2 separate regions of the Mus musculus genome follow, and region 2 is linked to region 1. Evidence: chromatin contacts called from public Hi-C data. All regions are on one chromosome and are shown on one strand. The core of a region is the stretch at or near the end of the contact, and the rest is flanking DNA. Distances in the headings are between cores, read along the strand shown.

What was found. Hi-C and Micro-C count contacts between places; a contact is called where the count stands out from the background.
Region 2: a contact with region 1 is called in a Hi-C map of Th1 cells, with 4 times the contacts expected there. The contact joins two enhancer-like sites. A contact is called at or near these places in 4 of 39 promoter capture datasets (the C10 cell line, the HPC-7 cell line, liver and 1 more), 28 of 484 Hi-C or Micro-C datasets (B cells, the Ba/F3 cell line, the C10 cell line and 16 more), 6 of 115 datasets of contacts at active chromatin or transcription factors (bone marrow-derived macrophages, embryonic stem cells, fetal liver and 1 more) and 3 of 9 other capture datasets (adipose tissue, embryonic stem cells and liver).

What each region holds. Positions count from the first base shown.
Region 1 is chr3:135,508,783-135,516,247 of GRCm38.p6, reverse strand. It overlaps Manba (mannosidase, beta A, lysosomal), which reads right to left. Exons shown (of 17, transcript NM_027288.3): 3 at 5,168-5,273; 4 at 4,275-4,445. Among named protein-coding and RNA genes, the nearest start is that of Manba, 27 kb to the right of the region's middle. Within about 2 kb of position 2,762, at least 43 of the 459 cell types and tissues checked have an H3K27ac peak or open chromatin away from gene starts, as enhancers often do. A contact at or near this core is called in CD8 T cells, CD8 central memory T cells, Th1 cells and 1 more, where this site is marked.
Region 2 is chr3:135,716,547-135,724,011 of GRCm38.p6, reverse strand. No RefSeq gene overlaps it. Among named protein-coding and RNA genes, the nearest start is that of Nfkb1, 29 kb to the right of the region's middle. Within about 2 kb of position 4,646, at least 94 of the 459 cell types and tissues checked have an H3K27ac peak or open chromatin away from gene starts, as enhancers often do. A contact at or near this core is called in CD8 T cells, CD8 central memory T cells, Th1 cells and 1 more, where this site is marked.

The sequences.
Region 1 (7,465 bases), core at 1,513-4,012:
CTCAAGAGGCAGAAATGAAGGTCTGCAAGTTCTAGGCCAGTCTGGGGCACATAATGAGTTCCAAGATAGCCAAGGTTATACTGAAAGGAAAAAAAAAAAAGAGTACCAGGTGCACAGAGAGAGACAGAGACAGAGAGAAAGACGCAGAGAGAGAGACAGAGAGAGAGAGAGATACACATAAACCCACAAACAATCACTTCAGACTTCAGACTCTGACTGGAGTAGCTATCTGAGAGACATGATCTTGTCTGCCAACTACCTGTCTGAGAACCAGGACACTAAAAAAAAAAAAAAAAATCCAATTATGAAGTTACAAAGGTTCAGATTCAACTACCAAGAAATGATTCTCTGACAATCAACTTCTCAAGGAAACGGGAGGAAAAGAAAGAGTAATGGAATCCAAGTGATAGAAAAAGAAAGGGAGGGGACCAGCTAGTTGGGGAGGGGACCAGCCAGGGCCAGGCTGGGGATCCAGTGAGACCCGTGGGGAAGGGAACACGGAGTGCAAACCAGAAAGCCACTGGTGTACACACTGCCAAAATGAAACCTTTGTGTGCTAATCTGAAAGTTTAACTTAAAACAAACAAACAAACAAAAAAAACCCAGAATTTTTTTAAAGTCCCATCAAACAGAAAATTTTCTTTACTTCTTAAGAATAAAAAATTTTTCAAGATTAAAAATCTATGACACTGTGAGTTCAGCTTTGAAAAGTTGAGTTGGAAAAGACGCCCTCTGAGCGAGGGGATGCCAGTGTGTGTAGGGGGAGGGGGGCGGCAATGTGGGTGTGTGTACAGGGGATGTGGGTGTGTGTACAGGGGATGTGGGTGTGTGTACTGGGGATCCAGCCGCACTGCTCTCACCCAAGAATGGCTTCCTTCACTTTGTATTTATGTCAGAAGAAGATAAGTACGTTTCTACTACAGAGAAAAATGAAAGTGTGCCTCTCACCCCTCACCAAGGAAACTTGTCTTTTGCAGCAGACAGAGACCACCTCAGAAAACTACAACTAGTCAAAATACAGAGATCACCAGAATTCCCAGGCACAATGAGGACAGCCACAGCACGGCTCCTGCACCCGGGCCCAGGAGATATTAAGGAAGAGGTGGTGGCCAATTTGAAAGAGCCGGAAGATCTGCAAGTCTGCTGGGACTGCTGGGACCCCCGTACCCATGAAACCTCAACAGTGACAATATGGCTCCCTAAACAAGACCCGGACAATGAAAGACCAAATGAGTGGGGACATTTTCACAGGGTCCTACCCCTAAGCAAAAGACAACCGCCTTCAAGTGACTGTGGAGAGAGGGAGGATTCACTTTCCCAGGAAGGGGTCCCTGAGTGGTTATCCCTGACATCATGTACACAAAAGCAACAGACTCATCAGGCCAGGCAGTGGTGGCACACGCCTTTAATCCCAGCACTTGGAAGGCAGAGGCAGGTGCATCTCTGAGTTCGAGGCCAGCCTGGTCTACAGAGTGAGTTCCAGGACAGCCAGGGCTACACAGAGAAACCCGTCTTAAAAAACAAACAAACAAACAAACAAAGATTGAGCTATACAGGCAAGAAAGCAGGGCATTTTCTTAATTAGTGATTATGTGAGCCGGCCCAGCCCATTGTGGGCAGTTCCATCCCTGGGCTTGTGGTCCTGGGTTCTACAAAAAAACAGGTTGAGCAAGCCATGAGGAGCAAGCCAATAAGCAGCACCCTCCACAGCCTCTGCATCCGCTCCTGCCTCCCACCCTGCTTGGATTCCTGCCCTCACTGCTTTTGATGATGAACTGTTACATGGGACTGTGAGTAAAATCAACCCCTCCCTCCCCAGGATGGTTGTGGTCACGGTGTTTCATTGCAGCAATGATAACCCCAGGTAAGACAGCAGCAAGGAGAGAACAAAATATTCAACACCACACCAAGCTTCAGATCACTTAATTCCCTCAGCCAACGAGGATGTTCGTTCACTGATTCAGAAAGTACCTGTGACGCCCTGTGACTCGGGCTGGGGTACATCAACGCACAGCGCTGGAACACAAAAACTTTTAAGCTGAGGATGTGGCTCAGCAGGGGAGCGCTTGCTTCTATACACAAGGCCCCAGGTTTCATACACAGGACCAAACAGTCAGGCATCTCTCGCAAGGAAGCCTCTTTCTTCCACCTTGAGTTAGGGAAAGGAAGTGGAAGGCCTCTATCAGAGGAAATGCTTGTGCAAATGTCATCAGGATGCAGCCTGCTCCAACGGGAGGAGGTGGGGCGAAGACTGAGCTAGGAGCTTGGGACATTAGCCTCCTGATGGTGCCAAGCTGTTGAAAGATAAAAATTATGAACTTTGAAAAGCATATCTAGTCTTATCAGCCCCTACCTCAGTACATATGGACGCAGAAGTCCCAGTTTCTGTTTTAAGGATAGGGATGCTGGGGGCATTTTTGTCCGAAGAGACCATGCCAACTGCTCCGTGGATAATTACTTGAAAGAAGGCAAATGGAGTTGTGGGAATACCGGCTAGGTGACTAGGGCAACGTGCTGTGCAAGAAGTGACTGGACCCAGAGGCAAAGAATAAAGGTTGTCTTGGAAATTGGCAGGAACTAGAATGTGGGATCCAGTTGGAGTAAACAGATCACTGATGGCGTGCCCTTGAGGGTACACCCTATCTCAGTCACTCCCTCCGTATCCCTCTGCTTCCGGGGCGCCACGAGGTAAGCAGCTTTGTCCCGCACTCCCTTCTACCTTGCTGTTCCACCTCACCACAGGCGCAGAGCCAGAGAGCAAGGACTGAGTACCTTTGAAACTGAAAATCAAAAGAGATGCTCCGCCAACCCCCAATCTGTACAACTCAGCGTGTTACCATGGTGATGAGAAGTGACGGACAAGAAGGGAGGAGGGAAGTAGAAAAGATAGAGGCGACTAATGTGCTGAGCAGAGGAGGAAGCAGAGATGTAGAGACTTTAGAAGGGTCAAACACTTGATGAAGAAAGTAACATTTGCAAGCAGGACCAGTCCGAGAAGGGGGCGGGGGCGGGGAGGCGGGGCGGGGGAAGGCAGGGGAGAAGAAGAGTAACATTTTCTTCTTAAAAGCTAAAATGTCTTCCAGAACTTTGGAATCAGAGGCAGGAAGATCCCTGTGAGTTCAAAGCCAGCCTGGTCTATATGATGAGTTCTAGGCTAGCCGGGGCTACATAGTGAGCCACTGTCTCAAAAAACAGAAACAGAAACAGAAACCAACCAACCAAACCTAAATGTTACATACAGTTATAATACAATAATCATGCATTAGTATATGTTCAAGTACCGTAGAACAGAATAAGCCTCAAAGAAAAATCATCTGTGGATCATACCTTCCCATTCTATATTTTAAGGTTCTAGCAGTAAAATATGAGAATATCTCAGGAAAAAATTTTTTCTTTTTTTCTTTTTTTTTTTTTTTGTTTGTTTGTTTGGTGGTTGGGAGTGGGGGTGATAGGATGTTTCTCTATGTAGTTCTGGCTGTCCTGGAACTCACTCTGCAGATCAGGCTGGTCTCCAACTCACAGAGATCTACCTGCCTGTGCCTCCCAAGTACTAGAGCTAAAGTGTGCACCACCACACCCAGCTGAAAATATATTTCTTTCAAGCAGGTTGCTAGTCACAAGACTCACTAGTAAGTTTTCACGACTGGTAACAGCTTTGATAAATATCAATGCTATAAAATAACTTATAGAGATGGGACTGTCACGCAGTTGGAAGAATTATCTCAGGGCTCTGCCTAACATGCACAGAGCCTTGGGTTTCATCCTTAGGGCCTTATAAAAGCAAGCAAGATTGTGCATACCTTAAACTCAGCACTCTGTAGAGAGGTGGGGGATGGATTGGAAATTGGAGGTCATCCTTGGATACATAGCAAGTTTGAAACCCACCAGGGCTAGAGGAGTCCCTGCCCGAAAAAAATATAATAATTTATAAAGTCCTATTAGCAGCTCCCCATATTATTAATAATATTATTATTAGCAGTTGTTCATATAAGTAATCCCAAGGCTTGGGAGGCTAAAGCAGGAGACCGCCGCTTTTAACAACATAGTAAGTTCTAGGCTAACCTAGGATATAACATCAAGTTCTGTTATCCACAGTGTGTGTGTGTGTGTGTGTGTGTGTGTGTGAACCTAAATTCTAAAACACGCTCCAGGAAGAAAACCTAGAAGAATGAGAATCCACCACAAAAATTCAGAAAATCTTGTTTTCAAGCCTTCAAGTCTGCCAGCCACAACGCTGCAGCCCACACACACTTGAGCGAACGAACATTCATTACCTTTCGGATGAAGTTGACGTGACATTCACCCTTCTGCTCCACCGGGGGGCACTCTGGGGGCACCCGGTAGCTAGTGTGAGCCTTGCTCTGACACTCTGCATACTGCACTGCTGACCGGAACTGCAGCTTTAAGGAGTTCACGTCTTTGACTACGTTGGTGACGTCAAAGCTCTGCAGGACAGAGGAAGGAAACACAGCTCCATTAGGAAGACCTAGTCTTGTGTATAACATTTTAGATAAAGGTAGACTACATGAAAGATACACACTACAGCCATGTCTAGAGCTAGTTTCATTAACAGAAGGAATCCCTCTGAAAGAGAACTTAATGGACGCCTTTAGTTACACCTCCAATCTCCTGTCCAAGCACAGATTCCTAGGCTTCTCCTATTTTTACAGGAATACGGCCCTAGAGAACTATGCAGAACAGAAAGTATCTTCATCCCTGGAACGACCTGTACACATGGCCTTGAGCTGCCAAAGATTCCTAGACACTATATAACAACCTGACCCACTGAAACACACGGTGTGTATTTCTAAGTCATCAGTGAGTTTTGCTTTCCAAAGCACACCCTTGAAACAGAAGGGAAGCACAATTTCAGAACAGATTTCCTTTTAAAATTGTCTGTCACTTGTCATTTCCCACGGACTTGGATCACCAGACCACTGAGGAGTGAACAGCCAAGCTGGAGCTGTAATTTCCTTCCTCGAGGCCCACAGAACCACCATGGGACTGGCACTGCCCCTAACAGCCTTCAAACGGGGCACCTGAGAAGCCCGGTCATTTACCAGTGTTTCAAAGGCCTTGACCTTGACGTATGGCAAATTACACAACGATCCTTCCCGGTTCACGAACATAAAGGCCAGCTCTTGTGAGTCTGGAGCCCTGTACTCACGTATCCAGTGAACATGTTGTCTGTCTTCCCAATGGTGACATTGTTGAACAGGATTTCTGCAACCGTGTCAACTCCATCAAAGATCAACTTTACCTTCTGCCATTCACTAAGAGACAACAAAAGATTTTTAAAACATTAACCCATGTAAGTCTCTTTGTCATCAGTTAAGAACTAACAAAGTAAAGATTCCACAGGAAACTATACACCCTTAACCTTAAGGCCATCAAATTTCAGGAGTATCAGTTTGACATTAGCTGTAATAATTTCTTTGAGTGATCCAGTCCTATGATGTGGCTGTCAGAGCTTTGCCATAAAATCAAGAGCACAAATTATAATTTCCAAATGAGTTGATTCTCCCAGTTATTCCAGAGTTCTTAGATAACCCAGAAAACATTTGTCAAAGCTATTGAATCTTAGATAACACATTAACCATGACCTAGTGTCAATGATGGAGAATCCTGTGCTCGGTACTTTGCTCAGCCTTACAAGGAACAACCTGGAATTTGAAGTTTGTACTCTGGATGGCATTCAAGCCCACAATACACAGGACTCAAACAGAAACTTCTTGATCTACTGGGCAAGGGCTAGCGGAGGCTCACCGTGTAAGAAAGAAGAGAATAGGAAAGAAGTGAATAAGAAGTCAAAGAAGTGAATATTTTTCATCAGTAACAAGGAACTAAATCATGATGAACACTGCTGTACTGTGGTTGTTTAATCAAAGGAAGCCTTGATAAAGGACCAATGTCTCTAATGTGCTCCATCAGTTAGCAGTGCTACATCCCATCTACAGATGGAAAGTGAGTTAGTTACTGACTGTCTAGGCTGGGATAGGAACAGTGAATGGGAACGGGAAATGATAACTAATGAGTAACTGATGATGGCTGATTTAATTAGGGCTTCTATTGCTGAGACAAAAAAAAAAATGCCATGACTAAAAGTGACTTGGGGAAGCAGGGGTAATCTCAGTTTACAATTTAGGTCACTCTCCACCAGTGAGGGAAGCGAAGGCAGGCTCTGGAGGCAGGAGTGGAAGCAGACGCCTTAGAAGAACGCTGCTTCATATATATATATACATATATGAAAGTGTCCTACATTTTCTTACACCACATCTACCTGTGATAGCGCATGATTTTTGATCCTAGCAGGGAGGCAGAGTAAGGCAGACCTCTGTAAGTTCAAGGCCAGCCTGGTCTACAAATTGAATCCAGGACAGCCAGGGCTATAACAAATAAAAACCTTGCCTCAAAAAACTAAAGAAAGAAAGAGAGAATGAGAGAGAGAAAGAAATTGTGGTTCTCAATTGTGGTTCTCCCTTAGATAACTCCGGTATGCATCAAGTTGAAACAAAACAAACAAACAAACAAAAACCAAAAAAAAAAAAAAACAGGATAATGGTGATGACTGCCAAACTCTGAATATACTAAAAGCCATGGAATTGTTCTTTAAATTAAGCAAATTTCATGTTATAAAGATCAGAGTTCAATAAAATTGTTTTTGTTAAGATAAGTAGAAGAGTCTGGGTCTCAGAGAACCATGCCACCCCACCATACAAAGCCCTAATAGTGTCAATTACTTTAAAGACAGACTCTTTATTCAGACACATCATTTGGGCTGAGTTGCTGAGAAGGAGAAATTGAACAAGTTGGGGGTCCATGGCAGGGCCAGGGGTGGTGGGGCCAGTGTCACAGGTACGCAGTGAAGCCAGTATTTCCTTTATGAAGCCATGAAACAGGCTTTCTCTTCCTGAGGAAAAGCAAGTAATGTTTTCTCACACCATCAGAGACTAAAAGGCAAACCCAAGACACTGGATTCTGCAGTTTCTGGGTAAAGTCAAAACCGGAACGTGAGGAGGCTCTACTAAGAGAAATGCCAGGCAAACTTAGACATAATGGGAGAAGGCAGTGGAGAAAGATCGAGGCGGCAAATCCACATCCCTTGGCACAAGCTTGGGAAGAGGCACCTGTGTTACATGAAGAAGAGCAATGGGCTATTGGGATGTAAGCTACTTGAGTAGGGATGTCAGCTGGCTGGATTTGGGATGTGCTATGTTCAAAGGGAAATGGGATTTTGTCTGGGATTTTTGTGCTATTTGTTTTTCTTTTGTTTTGTTTTAAGACAGTCTCAGGGAGCCCAGAGTAACCTGGAACTCACTATGTAGTGGGAGACAGGATTCTTGTGAGAAATATTTTAAGCATTATCTGGAAAGAAAAGCCTGACACGCAGTAGCTTGCACCACCACTTGGACTACCATGTGGCATGGTTCTCCTAATATATTGATCGTAATATTCTGGCTTCATT
Region 2 (7,465 bases), core at 3,397-5,896, 210 kb before region 1:
ATTTTCAAGTATTGAAAATTATTCCAACACTTGTTAAAACGGTTAAAAAAAAATCTTATTCCAGATTGTTACAAAGAGATAGGCAGTAAGAGAGTGAATCAGACTTAACTCAAAATACAGCAAGGACAGTGAATCCGTACAGCCAAGACACAGTAAGGGAGTCTCAGATAGAGGATTACTAAGGTAAAAGACATAGAGGGGTCATTAAGACGATATCGACGGAGAATTTCCCACGAAGCTGGGCTGGACAAGACCACACAGGCACAAAGACAAAAGAGGAAACCTCATTCGGAGCTCAGGAGACCTCATGAAAGTTTGTTCAAAGTTGTTATAAAAAGAAAGAGAAAAATTGTCTGGTGTGAGTAGATGTCCCATAATGCAGTTAGGTCAAATGTCTGAAAGAATTTCTTGCCTGTTTGTCTCTGGTTTTCTTGTTTGCTGTTCAGTGATGTAGGCTAGCTATCTGTTTCTTTGGTAGAAGTAAACTTGTAATACGAATACATGACAAGTAACGTTCCAAAACTTTGAAGTTTTCTTTTAACCAGTTCCTAATATATGTGAATGCCGGAAGTCTATCAGGCTTTTTTTTTAATTGGTTATTTTATTTATTTATATTTCAAATGTTATCCCCCTCCTCAAACACCCTATCCGCTCCCCCTCCCTCTGCTTCTATGAGGGTGCTCCCCCACCCACCGACTCATGCCTCACTACCCTAGCATTCCCCCCATGCTGGGGCATTGAGCCTCCACAGAACCAAAGGCCTCCACTTCCATTGATGCCAGACCAGGCCATCCTCTGCTACATATGCAGCTGGAGCCATGGGTCACTCCACTTGTACTCTTTGGTTGGTGGTTTTGCCCTGGGAGCTCTGGGGAGTCCAGTTAGTTGATATTGTTGCTCTTCCTATAGGGTCTCAGTCCCCTTCAGCTCCTTCAGTCCTTCCCATAACTCCTTCATCGGGGTCCCTGCAGTTAGTCCGATGTTTGGCTGCTATCATCCACATCTGTATTGGCCATGCTCTGGTAGAGCCTCTTAGGGGACAGCCATACCAGGCTCCAGTCAGCAAGCACTTCTTGGCGTAAAGTAGTGTCTGGGTTTGGTGGCTGCAGATGGGATGGATCCCCAGGTGGGGCAGTCTCTGGATGGCCTTTCCTTCAGTCTCTATTCCACTCTTTGTCCCTGTACTTCCTTTAGACAGGAGCAATTCTGGGTTAATATTTTTGAGATTCCTGGGTGGCCCCATCTCTCAATCAGGGGCCGTGCCTAACCTCTGGATATGATCTCTACAGGGTCTCTCTCCCCTTTGTAAGCTTGATGAAAAGAAAAAAACACCTGTTATAGTCCTCTAACTTTGTGCTTTACGAACAAAACTGAATGCTTCCCACATTACCCCTGGACTGCTTTTGCAGTGTTTGGGGCTGTGACCCGTATCTCCAGAACACTGGCCAGGTGGTCCTCGAGGCCCTAGGCACATTGGAGTGTATTTTAGAAACATTGGCTCCTACTTTCAAGTTGCATGAGAATCTCCACACTGCCACAGGCAGTGAGAATTAACCATCTAGTAGTGAATGCTCAGCCTGGTTTCGTTCTAACTGACTCACTTAGGAGCAAGGCAGTAGCTCTGCCACTGCTGTTGTTCATTGGAGTTTTCTACGCAGTCATTGAACCATTCACCAGGTGTTTGCTTAGTCATTTTCTTCACTGAACTTCTTTCCTGTCTTAAGATGAAATAAGAGGCAAACATCATGGAAGACACAGGGTGAATAAGGGTGTTCTTATTATCTTAGTCAGGTGCAGCCTTTTCAAATTTTCCATCTTAGAAAATAGAAAACAAATGTGTGTGTGTGTGTGTGTGTGTGTGTGTGTGTGTGTGTGTGTGTGTGTGTGTGTGTGTGTTTGTCATTAGAAAGTTCCTTAGTAAAGTTGCTATGGTGTAGGAGAAAAACAAATCTCTCTTTTCTGACATAAATACCATTATTTTCTCTCTGCTACATACAACTCCTGACTTGCTCCTGCTGTCCTGCTTTTTCCCGGTGCAGTCTCTGTTCAAATCCTTTTCAGTGCTTTGATGTAATTAAAATAATTCCATTCAAAATTAATCCAATTAACTCTTTCTAACCAGTGATGTACAGACAAAGAAAATAATTTTTCCCAGGTCACATAGGGAAGTAAAGGACAGAGCTAAGGTTCAAGGACACCCAGCTCTGGCGTCTCTGGTGTCTCTACTTTAAAGATAAGACATAAACACTAGACACGGTTTTCCTAGTGACACATTACAGTTGTGTGCCCAGTGACTTATCATAGCCCTTAAAATCTTGCACATATATTCATCCAATTGGTCTGGGAACTTCCACTACTTTATAGTTCAATGTCTCTAATTTTATTTATCCTTAGCTCTGCAGCGTAAATATGTAACTTTCAGTGATAATTGGAAGTTAGTTTGCTTTGGTTTGTTGTTGTTGTTGTTGTTATTGTTGTTTTTGTTGGTTTAGAATCTTGATTTTTTTTTTTTTTGACAGAGTCTCCCTCTATATATAGGTTTGGCGAGCTGCTCTTCACCATGTGAACCAGGCTGGCCCAGAACTCACAGAGTTCTGCCTTTGCCATCCTCCACTGAGATTATAAGCGTATGCCACCACACCCAGAAGTTTGGGGGTGCTTTAAAAGTCAAGTCCACACTTTACAGTTATTAAATGTCAGATAAATTCACACTCATTGTCATTTATTGTCTCCTTAGACAAATGCACACTCATTTGGTAAGGCGCCCTTTTCTCTGACATCCCTTTTCCCTGTAATTGTCAGGCTTCCCCCAACGTCTCGACACATTTCTCTTAAGATGTACTTACCAGAGCCACAGCTGACATTACAGGTTTGTACCTAGAAGGACGTTGTAGACAGGCAGGGAGTTCCTTTTTCCCCTTTGCCTCTCTGATGATGAATGTTCTTGACCTTTGGGGCCATTGACACAGTCTTGGCTTTTCTTGGAACTCTGTCTCTGGGGTCACAATGTTATACCTCGGCACTGGCATAGAGTGGGAAGAACCTAGCTTGTAGATGGATGTCTCTGGCCCAGTCGAATCCTTGTCTATCTAATAAGCTTTGATTGTGGGAAATCCGCTTACATCTTAAGTCCTTCACCCACAATGTGGGGAAATGTTGAGCAACTCCACCCCCGATGCTGAGGAACCTACATACTGGAGTTCACAGTCTAGCTTGACTCTATGGCTCTACCTGGAACAGCTTCGCCTTTTGTGCCTTGGATCCCTCATCTGCAACTGAAAATTCAAACAGTAAAGTCTACTTTTCAAGCATCAGATGGTTGCCCGTGAAGCTATGTGAAAAGAGGAATTCTTATTCCCTGTTGGTGGTAATGTAAACTAGTTCAGTCACTATGGAAATCAGCATGGTGGTTTCTCAAACAATTAATAATAGAACTACCACATGAGGCAGCTATCCCACTCACTCATAATATCTATGCCCAGAAGACTGTAAGTCAGCATACCACAGAAATACTTGCACATTCATGTTTACTTTTGTGCTAGTCACAGCAGCAAGGACATACAAGGGCCTAGATTAGATGTCCATCCACAGATAAATATACAATGGGAAATATGGTGCTTGTATGCAGTATGATTTTTTTTTAGTCATAAAGAAAAATGAATGGAATTTGTAGGAAAATGGATGGTTCTGTAAAATATGATGTTAATCCAGGTAACAGAGTCAGAAAGACAAATATTAAGACATACTCTCTCTGATGTAGAGCCTAGTCTTTAACTTTGGTATGCTGTGTGTATATTCATGTATGTGTTTGAATATGACTATTGTCATGAAACTAGAAAGGGAACCATGAAAGGGGAAGAAGAGGGTTTAGGAAGGGAAGGAGGGTGTTAAGACACGTATGACATAAAGGTTGAAAGGGACAAGCCAGGGAGACCGAAAGTAAAACATATTATAATGAAAATGTCATAACGAATATGAATATAGTGAATATTACTTCCTATGCTAATTAAAAGAGAAGCAGAAAAAAGGTTTTCAGTAAAGTGCTTGCTGTGTCAACATGAGGATCTGAACTTGGATCCCCAGAACCTATATTATGAAAACCTACTTTAAAAGGCCAGGCATGGCAGCATACATCTGGAACACAAGTGCTGGTAGGCAGAAACCTATCATCAGCAAGCCACCCAAGCCACATTGATGAGTTCTGGAGAGAGCCTGTCTCAAAACTAAGATGGAGAAGTGATGGAGGAAGGCAGGTGGCATCAACCTGTGGCCTCCATCCATGGTCTGCATGCCCACACATGTGTACAATACACGCAAAAATAAGCATTAGCATACAAACAAAAAACAAACATTGCCCGGTGGTAAAAAGCCATCAGATGTGTTTACAGAGGAGAGCCCTCGGAGCACTTCTGGCACTGTTGGTTGTTATTACAGTACAAGGGTACTCAGAGGATGAAGTGTAGAGATCAAGAGTGTGGCTTGCTTGCTGAGCTGCTAACCAGACACTATTTTATCCGGGCACATACCTGCATGGAGCATTTACCACCTGCAAGTCACCATGCCAGGCGCAGGCATGTAGACAGTGGGAACACTGAATCATCCGTGCTAGGTCCGTTCTCATGAGAAAGGAAACAGTGAAACAGTAAATAAGTGATCAGAAAGATAACAGCAGGCTTCTGTGGGATAGATTCTGTGGGCTGGTGCTCTTCTACGCCAGGCGGCTGTGCTCCTTCAAGATAAGTCTTTGTGCTTAGGGAGCTCTCAGGCTCCAGAGCAGAACTGACTCCTCATTGAACTGCTACCTGAATAGTGTCACTATTAACTTAGAAAACCATCTAAATGATCTATAGCCGTGACATCCAGCTATGTTTGTGTAAATCCAAAGTCCAAGTCTTCACCACTTCATTCACACCCTTCTAGCAATTTCTACACACAGTGGTGAGTACCAGTTAAGACTGCTCTGGGAGGCCAGTGTGTTTTCTTTTCTTGCCGTCTCCTCTCTAAGGAGGCAGAGCTGGGCTCATCTGCAGGGGAGGATGTGGCCAAAGTGACTGTTTGCTGAAGGTGACCTGGAAGATACCTACTTTATAGACAGACAGACAGATTAGATAAATAAACAAATGAGGGAGAGATCCAGTCCCTTCCATAAATTTACACTAGATTGGTCTCAGAAAAACATTTCTTTTAAGACAGAACTGACTGACACCAGGTAATTACTTTCTCTTTCGCCAGTGGTTACAAAGTGGCAGGAAGTCTTTCTTAAAGGCAGTCCGGGGCGCACATGCCAAACTGCATTCTTTTAAATAAGAAAGCAGCATATGCAACATTTGAATAACCAACCAATTATTTTTAAAATTTATTTATTTATTCCCTTTACAACCCTATACCAGCCCTTCCTATCCTCCCAGTACCCCCTCACCCAAGTCTACCCCGTTCCCCTTCTGCTTCTCTTTTGAGAGAAGGGGGAGCCCCTCCCTCATACCCTGTGTCAACCCCTCCCACACACACATGAAGTTGCTTCAGGACTTGGCACATCCTCTCCCACTGAGGCCAGATAAGGTGTGTGGAATCCACAGGCAGACATGCAACAGACTCAGGGACAGGTCCCCCTGCTGCAAGTGTTTGGGGGACCCTCATAAAGATCAAGTTGCTCATCTGCTACATATGTGCCAGGATGCCTAGGTCCAGCCTGTCCTCGCTCTCTGGTTGGTGATTCTGTTTCCGAAAGCCCCCAAGGGTCCAGGTTAGTTGGCCCTGTTGATCTTTCTGTGGAGTCCCTGTCCTCTTCAGGTCCCTCAATCTTTCCCCCAACTCCATCTAACGTTTGGGTGTAAGTCTTGGTATCTCTTTCCTTTGGCTGTTGGGTGGAGCCTCTTTTTAAAATCCCAATCAAATTGTCCTTAAGGGGAGTTTCTCATATAAAAAAAAGCCCCCTGATTCACAGCTCGGGAATGGGAATTCACATAGTGTTTAAGCTTGAGCAATGCTTAGAATAGAAAAAAAGGAAACCAGGATGCGAAAAACTCTGGTTTTGCATAAGCTTAATCAGAAAGTAGCACCAAGTGTGGTCGGCCATAGAATAACTTCACTCAGAGAAACAAATCTCAGACAACAGGTCCCAGGGCGGTGTGGAAATAACAGTGGTGCCTAAGCTAACTTAAGACTGTACCTCCCAGTCACGGATGTGTACGCAAGGGGAGAAAGTGGGGAAGAGCCTCAAACATATGGGCACAGGGGAAAAATTCCTGAACAGAATAGCAATGGCTTGTGCTGTAAGATGGAGAATCAACAAATGGGACCTCATAAAATTGCAAAGCTTCTGTAAGGCAAAGGACACTGTCAATAGGACAGAAAGGCAACCAATAAATTGGGAAAAGATCTTTACCAATCATCCATCCAATAGAGGGCTAATATCCAGTATATGCAAAGAACTCAAGAGGTTAGACTCCAGAGAATCAAATAACCCTATTAAAAATGGGGTACAGGGCTAAACAAAGAATTCTCAACTGAGGAATATTAAATGGCCGAGAAGCACCTAAAGAAATGTTCAACATCCTTAGTCATCAGGGAAATACAAATCAAAACAACCCTGAGATTCCACCTCATACCAGTCAGAATGGCTAAAATCAAAAACTCAAGTGATAGCAGATGCTAGTGAGGATGTGAAGAAAGAGGAACACTCCTCCACGGCTGGTGGGATTGCAAGCTGGTACAACTCTGGAAATCAGTCTGGCGGTTCCTCATAAAATTGGACATAGTACTACCTGAGGACCCAGCTATACAACTCCTGGGCATATATCCAGAAGATGTTCCAACCGGTAAGAAGGACACATGCTCCACTATGTTCATAGCAGCCTTATTTATAATAGCCAGGAGCTGGAAAGAACCCAGATACCTCTCAAACGAAGAATAGATACAGAAAATGTGGTACATTTACACAATGGGATACTACTCAGCTATTAAAAATGATGAATTCATGAAATTCTTAGGCAAATGGATAGAACTAGAAAATATCATCCTGAGTGAGGTAACCCAATTGCAAAAGAACACACATGGTATGCACTCACTGATAAGTGGATATTAGCCCAAAAGCTCCAAATAACCAAGATACAATTCACAGACCACATGAAGCTCAATAAAAAGGAAGACCAAAGGGTGGATGTTTCGGTCCTTCTTAGAAGGAGAACAAAATACTCACAGGAGCAAATATGGAGACAAAGTATAGAGCAGAGACTAAAGGAAAGGCCATCCATAGACTGTCCCACATGGGGATTCATCCCGTATACCAGACACTATTGTAGATGCCAAGAAGTGCTTGCTGACAGGAGCCTGATATAGCTGTCTCCTGAGAGGCCCTGCCAGAGCCTGACAAATACAGAGGTGGATACTCGCAGCCAACCACTGGACTGAGCACAAGGGTCCCCAATAGAGGAGTTAAAGAAAGGACTGAAGGAGTTGAAAGGGT